Regions from separate parts of the Mus musculus genome. Here region 1 is linked to region 2. A link is a contact called in public capture Hi-C data. All regions are on one chromosome and are shown on one strand. The core of a region is the stretch at or near the end of the contact, and the rest is flanking DNA. Distances in the headings are between cores, read along the strand shown. Region 1 holds the start of Tspan18 (tetraspanin 18). Region 2 holds the start of Chst1 (carbohydrate sulfotransferase 1).

Region 1 (4,858 bases), core at 2,332-4,831, 730 kb before region 2:
ACATACACACACATACACACGACACACACACACACACACATACACACACACACACACACACACACACCCCACAAACATACAAAGAGAGGAGAAAGGAAGAAAGGCAGGAAAGAAGGAAGAAAGACCAGAGCTTTTGAGTGGCCTACTCCAGACAGCGGGGTTGAATCCTGAGGGCAGCCTCCACCTGGGGTGCTGGAGATGCAAGGCAGCATTGCCCCTTAAGAAGCTCACTGCCTAACAGCCTTAATATTACAAAGCTGGAGTCTCTTGCCACTCTTTCCTATGCTCTCAAACCCTTTCTTTGTAAAGACACATGCTCTTTTAAATCTTAAGTAGTTTGCCATGGCACAGAGCTCACGACAAAGACCTCAGTGGAGCTGGAGAGAGGAGATGGTGTTTCTGCCCTTTTTCATAATTCTCAGGGTATTGGAGCAGGGTCTGATGGCCCAGCCAGAACCCATGTTCATATCTGGGGTCTCATGTTCCAGTTGGGAGCACTGAGGCCTGGTGAGGGCAGAGCTCCAGGCTGCAGGCTCCTAGCTACTGGCTCAGGGCTCTTTGTGCAGGATGTCATTGGCCCATGTGTTCCTTGTCTAGGGGCTGAGTCCCAGCACCTGACTTGTGCAGTCCAAGCTGATTGTGACAGACTTGAGACTTTTAGGCCAATGGGACATTTTGGGATTTTTCTTGTAGGTGTTAGAGAAAAAAACCCAAAAATAAAATAAAATAAAATAAAATAAAATAAAACCTCCTTGAGGGGAGAGATGAGCATTTTCAAGCTCCATTTCTTCCATATTTCCAGTATTACTGTCCTGTTGCCGTGGCAACATGCCTGCGAGCATCAGCTTATGGAAGCAAGGGTTTATTTTGGCTTACAGTTTGAAGGGACACTAGTCCATCACCAGGAAGACACAGTGGGGAAGGCAGGACAGCTGGCCACATTCACACGCCATCGAGGCTCTGAGAGATGAGATGTGGGTGCTTTCTTCTTACTCAGTCGGGGACCCCCGCCAATGCAATGGTGCTGCCCAGGATCTCCCACTTTCATTAACCCAATTCAGAAACTCCCTCAAAGACATAATAGAGATCCAGCTTCTAGATGAGTCTAGATTCTGTCAAATTGACGGTATTAACTATCAAACCCCTCCCTATGCAGGGAGTTGGGAGGTCTTGACCCAGGAGTCAGGAGGCCCCATGTTATTGCCATGCTCATCTGTCAACCCCACCAATCTTTCTCAGCATCCCCATGAAGACAATGAAGTAGCTGGACTACGATGAATCCCCATGGGGTTTCTTTGGAGTGGGCAAATGAGGAATCCTGGGCCTTCTGAACCTGGCGGCTTCTGGGTCTGTGCTAACCTGGCATCTCCTTGGTCAGAGCTAGCTGGCCCTTCCATTTCACCCCTGGGCTGTCTTTCTCCCCTCCCCACTCCATCCCCTTGGAATACTTCATTGCCTGCCTGAAACCTCATGATAAGCCACCATTTGGGGAACTTTCTTGGTTTCCCGACAGAACAGTTGAAGGGACCCTACAGGTTGTTTGCTCAACTTTGCATGTGGAAACACTAAGACTAAGATTGTTCTATGAATAGGAGACTAGCTCTCCCAGCATCAAAATGTGGTCTTATGTCTCATGGGACTAAACTTCCAGGGTCCCCATTTTGGGGGAGAAAAAAGGCACTTTTCTGTCTCTGCTATACAGGTATCATGTTTCCTGGTGTGCGGTGTCCCACGCTGGTTGCTAATGTGTCTTTAGTGACCTTTTTGGCGCTCACTGGACTCCAAGTGGGAGTGAGCCCTGCGATGCTCAGCCCTTCTTAGCCAAAGCAGCCAGCGGCATCTTGTTACACTTTCTTTTATTATGACTGAAGATCCGTTGTTGGAGTTTAATGACACCATTTTATTCGCACTGTATTTGTTTTATGATATCCTTCTATTTATAGCAATCCGACACTGCTCTTCCATTTATGGCCGTGGTAGAACATATCACTGTTTAAAAACAAACTCGTTTAAGTAAAACAAAATATAAAATAAGTGCTGATTTAAAGAAAGCACTTAAGCAGGCAGCCGTCATCCTTGGGCCCAGTCAGACTAACGTTCTCAAGGAGGCAGAAGGAAACGGAGGCCTGGAGTTAGATCCACTGTCCTAACTGGACGTGAGATGTACAGCCGGCCCAATCTTCTTTCCATCTACTTAGTTGGTTCTGGGGTGGAATTCAGGAGTCAGGGCTGGTGGCAAGTACCTGTTAGCAGGGAGCCATCTTGCTGGCCCCCAGCTTGTGCTGTCTCCCCTAAACTACACTGTGCCTGCTTTTGTCAAAACTTAATCTTTAAAGGCCCCTCCTGTCTGCCAAGCCTGGGCCTTTTCCCTCACAGCTTGATTCTGCTTAAGTTTCTGGGATGCCCCTCTTGGTTCCCAGGAGGCCCATGCAGCAGTCTTTTACAGCAGCAGCCTTGAGTTAAGGGCCTGTGAGGGTTCTCAGCCAGAGGGTTCCGTGCCCCACCCCCCCCCCCCACACACACACACTCTGTTTGGGAAGCTGAAGAGGTATCTATATATTGACAGACTTCCACACCTACGCCATTGGTCCACTGTTCTCGAAACTGCATGCCCCTCTGTCAAATCCCCTTCTTGGCCTCTCTCTGTGAAGTGGTTCAAAGGAACAGCCCTGAGACCTTAGACATTTTACTTCTTGGACTGTGGGCTTGAAAATACCAAGTCTGGTTTTCTGTTTACCCTTCAAAGCTCTGTCTAGCATCCTGACTTCACCAAGTTCCACACTGAAGTCAAAGAGTGTCTGTCCTGGGTGAGATCAGTGGGCCAAGTGGTCTCCTGTAGAGTGTAGTTTGATTTGTGTGTGTGTGGCCTCACAGGACTTTTCAAAGCTGAGACACTGATAATTGCTGCCAACGATTTGAGCCTTCTCATGACAGTCTTTCTTAGGTTGTGGCTCTTGAGTGCCTGCTTGTGAATTTTATATGGGTTCTGTATAGCATAGGTTAGCTGTCTTAGTGAACCCCAGTGGAGGAGAGGATGAAGTGAGAGCCTCTCACTGGTCTGGTCCTTAGCAGTGCTATAGTTTACAGCGGATGGGGTTGGGAGGCACCAACAATGAACCCTAATAGAGCTTGCTGCACAGGTTTCTATCTGGTACTTCCCTGGCAGTAAGTGGGAAACCAAGACGCGACATCGCAATGGAGAATCCCACACCCCAGCCCTGCAGTCCCACACACGGTGTGATAACAGCGAGAAAGCTTCCAGGGAATAAATGTCCCAGTCTAGCGTGCTACCTTCACCCTTCTCCAGCAATCTCCTAAATTCAGACATTGAGGCTAGGAGTGCAGAGGACATCGGGAGAGCACAGTTCCAGAAACCACGCTCTAGGACCCGGTGAGAGAGCGGCCGTGGACCATGAGAGCCGTGTCCGCCCCGGAGACGCGCCAGCACCGCGGCGGCAGTAGTGGCGACAGGAGACGGAGGGGCGGAGGCTGGGGCGGAGGGAGCGGGAGGGCGGGCCGGAGGGTGGCGGGAGGTGTGGCCGGCGGCGGTGGCGGGTGAGCCGCTGCAGCTGCCGCCGGCGTCTCAGGGGCTGCAAGCTGCAGGCGGACGCAACGCTGTGCGATTCCGAAGCCCAGCCACGCCAGGCCGCCCGGCCCTGGCCCCCAGCGGGCGTCGCCGCTCCTTGTCGCTTTGACGCCTAGCCCAGCGCCGCGGCGCAGGACTACCGGTGCCCCGCAAGTTGCGAGCGCACTCTGCGCCTGGGGAAACTTTACCCCGCGGCCGAGCCTCTGCCAGGTAGGATTCAATCACTGAGCCCCTCTGTGCGTACTGGCCCCGGGATACCGCGCGCTTCGGGGGAGATCCCAGATCAGTGCGGGTCCCAGGACGCTCGGGTAAGCGGCCACCAAGTTCTGAAGCGACTCCCCTGGGGGCGGGGACAGCGCCGCACTGAGTGACCCGGAGCATGCTCGGGTCGCGACTTCGCCCAGGTCAGGTGCAGCCATTCTGCGCCCAGCGATCTCGGGGGCTCAGGCGACAGTAAGGCGGCAGGTGGGACTCCCAGAGCCGGTGTGTTGGCCGGGGCTGTACCGAGAGTGAAGGGGTGAGCCCAAGTGACCCTGCACACAAGCAGGTCACAACGGGGGACACGGAGCCGGGCTTGGGCGCGGCGGACAGCCGATCGGGCTGGGGCACCGAGCGCTCTTCGCCTTCGTGGGACCCTGGTAGCAGGGCCTGGAGAACGCTCCTAGATTTTGCTCTCGCACCCGAGTTATCATTCCTTGCGCGGGAAGATGTCCAGCTCCGTGGATGTGGAGACCTAGGAGGTTCCCGGGCGGGTCCGGAGCTCCTTGCGGCCGGATGTGGGGTGTGGTGGCCGTGGGTTCCTTAGCGTGGCTGGCCGAGGTGGGCGCGCGCGGGCTCCGGGTCCTGCTTGCGCTGGGAGAGTTGTCTCGCCAGGGGGCGCCCTTCCCTGGCCAGATCGGCTTCCCAGACCAGCCTAGGAGCTTCTCTGAGTTTCTGAGCTCATGGAACCGCAGATGGACCAAGGCAATGCGCGTGGGGTCTGTTTGGAGGAGCTCCCCACCTTGTCCCAGAGAATCGGACGGAGGTGCACCCACTGTGAGACTGATGTGCAACGATCAGACGGATCAGTGTCATGAGGTGGGCTGCTGGCAAGGATGAGTGAACAATTTACACCCAGAAAAACAAAAGAAAGTTTACATGAACAGCAAGCCTGCATGGAGACAATAGGATAGAACATTAGTTGGATTTACTTGAAGTTACTGAAACCCAGCCATTTTTGTAAAAGTGGCATCTTTTGTCCTGGTCCTGGTCAGATCTCTGGGCGTGGTGGGC
Region 2 (5,238 bases), core at 217-2,716:
TGCTCAGCCAGGATGCTTGCCTCCTGCCTCCACCATAGGTGTCTTCCTATGTCCCTAGGCTCCAGAAGACAGTGGGCTGAATTCCTGTCACTGTTTGGACATGCACCTCCCCTGTCCCAGCCTCAACCTCTCAGCAGTCAGCTATAACATCCCTGGTCCTGGACCCCAAAAGCCTTGGTGTCCAGAAGCCTCTTGCTTAAACGGTTAAGCCCATCAGGAAGTGGGTACTAGGAATGTAATCTTAAAAAGAGGCAGACCTGGAGTAGGGAGAGGTGACATGGTGAGGTACCTGAAATCAAGCCAAGGTGCCATCCTAGCAGGACCTTCCTTCCTCAGATAGCGTGGCCTTTTAACCCATAGATTCCAGCTAGGGCCACTGTCTACTGTTACTGTAAAGTCAAGCACCGTGTCCCTCCCTGGACCCCGAAAGAAGCTGACCACCCCATATCCTACTCAGAGAGGTGCTAGGATTGTTTTGGCCTCGCGTGGGGGGAAGCTCTGCACCGTCAGGCAGCCCTAGTCTCCTAAGGGCCCAGCCTATCACCAGCATAGTAGAAGCCGATACAAGACCGAGGCTATAAGCAAGAGGCCGGGACAGTGCTTTGCCTCAGGGTGTAAGCCTGGTTTGTAAAGTTAGAGGAGGCACGGGAACCTCAGGGTCTCTGGCAACCTCGGCCGCTCGGGTCTAGCAGGCTGTTGCATGATCAACCCGGAGCAGACACCCGAGCGGGTACCGCAGCAGCAGAACAGGAGCCCCGGGCAGACGTTTATCCCAAGTTTGCTGCCCTCACCAGAGGAGGAGGTCAGGAGCGATCGCGGAGCTCTCCGGAGGGCTACTAGCCCCAGCCAACCTCTCCCAGCGCCCAGCACTCTGCGGTCCCTAGCCACCGCCTCCGCGCACCGCCCAGAGACACCGGCCCTGAGCTAGGGGCGTCTCCCGCCGCGCCCGCGCCCCCGCCCCTCCCGGCTGTTGCGGTGCAGTCCGTTCCCGCCTGCCCCGGGGCCCGGGAGACCCGGCCGATACCTGGTGGCGGGCGCGCCGGGAGCCGCTGCAGCGCCCAGCGCTGGCTCCATCCTTAGTCTAGAGTCAGGCTCTCCGGGGGCCCGCGGGTGGTGGTGGCGGTGGAGGTGGCGGCGGCATCCTCCTCCTCCCGCGCCCTGCTCCTCGGCCTCCCTCCTCCCAAGCCTCTTCCTCCGCCTCCGCGCGTCCCTCACGGGCCCCTCTCCATGGCTCGGGGGCGCTAGCTCCGGGTGGCTCGCTCTGCACAGTGCCTTTTCCTGATGAGAGAGAGAGAGAGAGAGAGAGAGAGAGAGAGAGAGAGAGAGAGAGAGAGAGAGAGATCAGGGCCAGGCACCGGGACACCGAGCACTGCAGCCCCAGTCTCCGGAGGACAGCAGCAGCCTCGGAGGCCAGAGCCTCACGGAGTACCCTCCTTGCGTCTCGGAGTCAAAAGCAGCGGTGGTTGCTTCAGCGCCGAGCTAGCGGGTGGCAGGCGCTGCGGTCCCGGCTCCACCCCCAGCGCCGCCCGCCCCCTCTCCGCCCGACCCCGTCAGCGCGCGCCCTCCCGCCCCCCCCCCCCCCGCGCAGCCCAGGCCGGGAGCGCCGGGACACCCCCACTAGCAGGGCTCCGGAGCCAACCCACCGGCGGGCCGAGGCAGCCACACCCCCCACCCTCCACCCCGCACCCCCCACCCCCCACCCCCGAGTTGAGGAGGCCAAGCGGCAGCAGCACGGGTACCTCTTGGCCTGCCCTCTCCCCCTACACCCGCCCTAGCGAAGGCATGGCTCTATCTATGCAGCCAAAGCCTCTGGATACCCAAGTCTGGCTACAGCCCCAACCTGACCCTGGCTCCTTTCCCCAGCCAGGGCAATCAGAGACTCCCAAACCCAGAACTGAAGTCGATATTCCACTACATGCCCCTGCTTCTCTTCCATCACCCACAACTAAAGAAATGTTTCATTTGCCCCAGATCCTGTCATCCCCTTTCAGCAGGGGCTGGGTGGAGCTGGCCAGTTAGTCGGACACTAGAGTTCCTTTGCTAGAGGAAGCTTTCCATCCTGCCCAGCCCCTTCCTCCTAGGCTGCATCTGTCTTCCCAGGTAGTTACCAGTCCACAAGCTGCACTTGTGGGACCAGGACAGCGGCAAAGCCCTGGCACTACAGTGGTCCTTCGTTCTCTGCATAAATATCGACTGAGCATCTCCTGCATGTCAGAAGCACCGAACACTATAGCTAGTGACAAGAGAAACATACCCCTGAGCCCTCAGTGTGGCCTGGAGGAAAAATGAAGCCAGCAGAGGAATGCCTGTGGCCCTGAACTGAAGAGGAGGGAAAACCCACTTCTACCATTGGCCACCAAGGTGTCCATGCGCACAAACCCAGACCCCATCCTGACCTGTTTCCCATCTGAAGATGTGTAGGTACTTTGCAGGGCTCTGGACCAAAGGCAGTAGTAGACTTTGTCCAGAGTGGTAGCGATCGTCCAAAGGAGTGGGCTTCCATCTCCACCGTCTCTTACGTCTCCTAGAACACGATCTGTCCATCCGTCTGTCACTCCTGATACGGTGCAGAGAACAACGGGTTTTTTTTTTGTTTTGTTTTGTTTTTTAATGAGGTTATATTCACCTGGAAGTTCTCAGTGCAGAGGAGCCTTTGTGAGTCTGCTGTGTGACCATGTGATGCAGTCCTCCCCCACCCGTGCCTCAGTTTCCTCACGAGGAAAAATGGAGGTGCTTTTTCTTATCTCCTAGGGCAACAGCTCCCATGTTAGCTTGGGTGGATGCTTACTTGTTCGCTAAGAAGGGAATAACATAATGTCTAGGAGTCTCCCGGAGACCCCAAGGGGCATATCTTCAGAAAAGGCTTCACATGGAACCAGATGACGTGAAGACCTCTGCTCCAAGGGTCCCAGTAGGCCACATGGTCATTTGTCTTGGTTACAGTTGCCAACCCCTAACTATAAACTCCTGTCCCCCACCACCTCCTCAGAGAAGACAACTAACATCGCCTTTCCTGACATCCCTGATGCAGCAGCTCCAGCTGCAGCTGTACCCGGCATCCCCCACCCCCACCTCCACCCTCTGCAGCCAGGGCTATAGGGCACCAGACCTCAGCCCCAGCATCACAGGGCTTTAGTCACTTGCCCACCTCCATGGTAAGTGGCTGTGTTTTGACATGACCAAGAAGAGAAAGCTGGCCTTGCAAGAACACTCCAGGTTTCAGGCCCCTCCCACTTGTCCATGGACAGCCTGCACCCCCCCCCCACCAACCCCCCCCCCCCGTCACCCTGGATGAACCAGAACCATCTCTTTCACCTAGGTTAATCCCTGCCTGAATCTCAGCTACCCCAGAATAGTCCAGGCTTAGAAACTCCTCTATCTCCCACTCTCTGATCCCAGCAAGTCATTTTTCAAACTTTGCTATATTTTGGATGGAGAGGACAGTGAGGTTAAAATGTAAAGAACTGGGGAGAAATATATTTAAACTCTGAAAGTAGACACAGACCTGGGTCCTCAGAAGTACTATGAGTCTGTTCCCAGTTACCTGGGGTTGCCCCCATATAACAAAAACATGTTTCTTAGGTGCCTACTGTGTGCAAGGCGCTGTGGGGGAGGGGATGCAGTGATGCCTCCACTAGAAGAGCATATCAGTTCTCAACCCCCATGGCAAACAGCTCACAAATGCGGGTGGCTCCTGCTCCAGGGGTTCTGACGCCCTCTTCTGGCCTACATCCGCATACACAGACACATGCACACGTAGGCGGAGTTTAAAACAAAAGTGAAAAAAAAAAAAAACAAAAAACAAAAAACCCTTTAGAAAGAGTGGTCACTGAAAATTTGCGTTTTTCTAAGTGGCCTGGGAAGTCAGGTGAAGATGCAGCCTTCGAATGTCTTTCAGGAAGGGCTTCCTGGAGAAGGAGCTAACTCCAGGAACGATAGCTGTGGGGTGGACAGGGCATGCAAGGCAAAGGAGGAAACAGCAAGCAGCCTGCCATTTGACAGACAGTAGCTAAGAAGACTGTAGCAATGGCTGACGTCGGGGCTCTCCCCCTCCCTGAGCCAGGCTTTGAGCTCTTCGCCACATGGGGATTATTTTGTTGGAGCCTCAAAAGTAGCCTGATGTGGCAGGAATTGTCGTTCCCTCTTTTAAGGACTAATGAGTCCTGGGATTTGCCCAATTTGCAGAACTGCTTAGCTACTACACAGTAGCCAAGCCAGGGCACCTCACTGGGGCCACACTGGGCCAGCCTGGCTCAAGGATACTTCCTAAGGAGGGACAGGATGCCAGGTAAACCTGAGGATGGGACTTTCAGAGCCCCCAAACATAGAAGCCTCCTTGAATAGAGCCCGCTCCGTCCCCCAAGAATTCAAAACTACGCATTTTCTCCTCTTCCCCGGCCTTCTGGTCTCAGAGGCGATTGGAAATGGGTTAAGGGGTTTGGGGGTTGGCACTGTGGTGCTTCAATCTCTTTCAGGGGTCCATTTGGTGGCGGTCTGGGCCGCCCTCCTTGTCTCTTCAGTCTGTCGTGGGAGACTGATGGCCCGGGGTTTGACTGAGGATGCGCAGCAGAAGGTCTCCATCCCAGGTCTCCCTGGGACACTGACAAGAATACAAGCTTGCAGAGGGCAAATCCCAGCAGTCTTTCCAAGCCCATCGGCTTCAGTACCTATAGCAAAAGTCCTAACCAGACCCCACCCTGCACAGGGTAGGTAGACCCTGCAGGTAGAGGAAAAGGACTCCTGCAAAGAAACGTCACTCTGTGAGTGCTGATGGAGACACTGAGGTCCAAAGAGGGCAAATGACTTACCCAAGGCCACACAGGAGGCACAGTTAGCCTCAACTCGAGTCTATTGCTTACTGAAAGAGCAAATTCATACTCTTCCTGCTTCTGCCTCTGCCCCGCTTCAGATGCGCTCCTTTTCTGGATAAATTGGAGGGAATGTCTCCATGGATAGACGGAAACAAGTGTTTGAAACCTTACCTGTGACTGGACACTTGCTAGGCCCTCAGCATTACAGAATGTGATTGTTCCCTCATCTTCTCTGTGACCAGAGGTTGCCAGCCCTGGTGCACGCATAGCTTCAACGGGACACACCAGCGCTGAAAACACTTGACTGAGCCCACAAAGTACTCCAGTGGAGGCCCCTTGAAAGCTGCCTCTCTGCTATATGCACAGAACTGTGAATTCCTCAGAGGGACACTGTGCTGTTCCCAGACCAGCCGATCAGCAGCCACCA

Evidence for each region. Capture Hi-C pulls out chosen DNA fragments and counts their contacts.
Region 1: a contact with region 2 is called in a capture Hi-C map of macrophages, with 5 times the contacts expected there. The contact joins the promoter of Tspan18 here to the promoter of Chst1 in region 2. A contact is called at or near these places in 3 of 39 promoter capture datasets (the SN4741 cell line, embryonic stem cells and hematopoietic stem and progenitor cells) and 2 of 9 other capture datasets (embryonic stem cells and macrophages).

Annotation. Positions count from the first base shown.
Region 1 is chr2:93,333,210-93,338,067 of GRCm38.p6, reverse strand. It overlaps Tspan18 (tetraspanin 18), which reads left to right and starts at 3,581. Exons shown (of 10, transcript NM_183180.2): 1 at 3,581-3,796.
Region 2 is chr2:92,595,935-92,601,172 of GRCm38.p6, reverse strand. Chst1 (carbohydrate sulfotransferase 1) reads right to left here and starts at 1,466. Exons shown (of 3, transcript NM_023850.2): 1 at 1,025-1,466.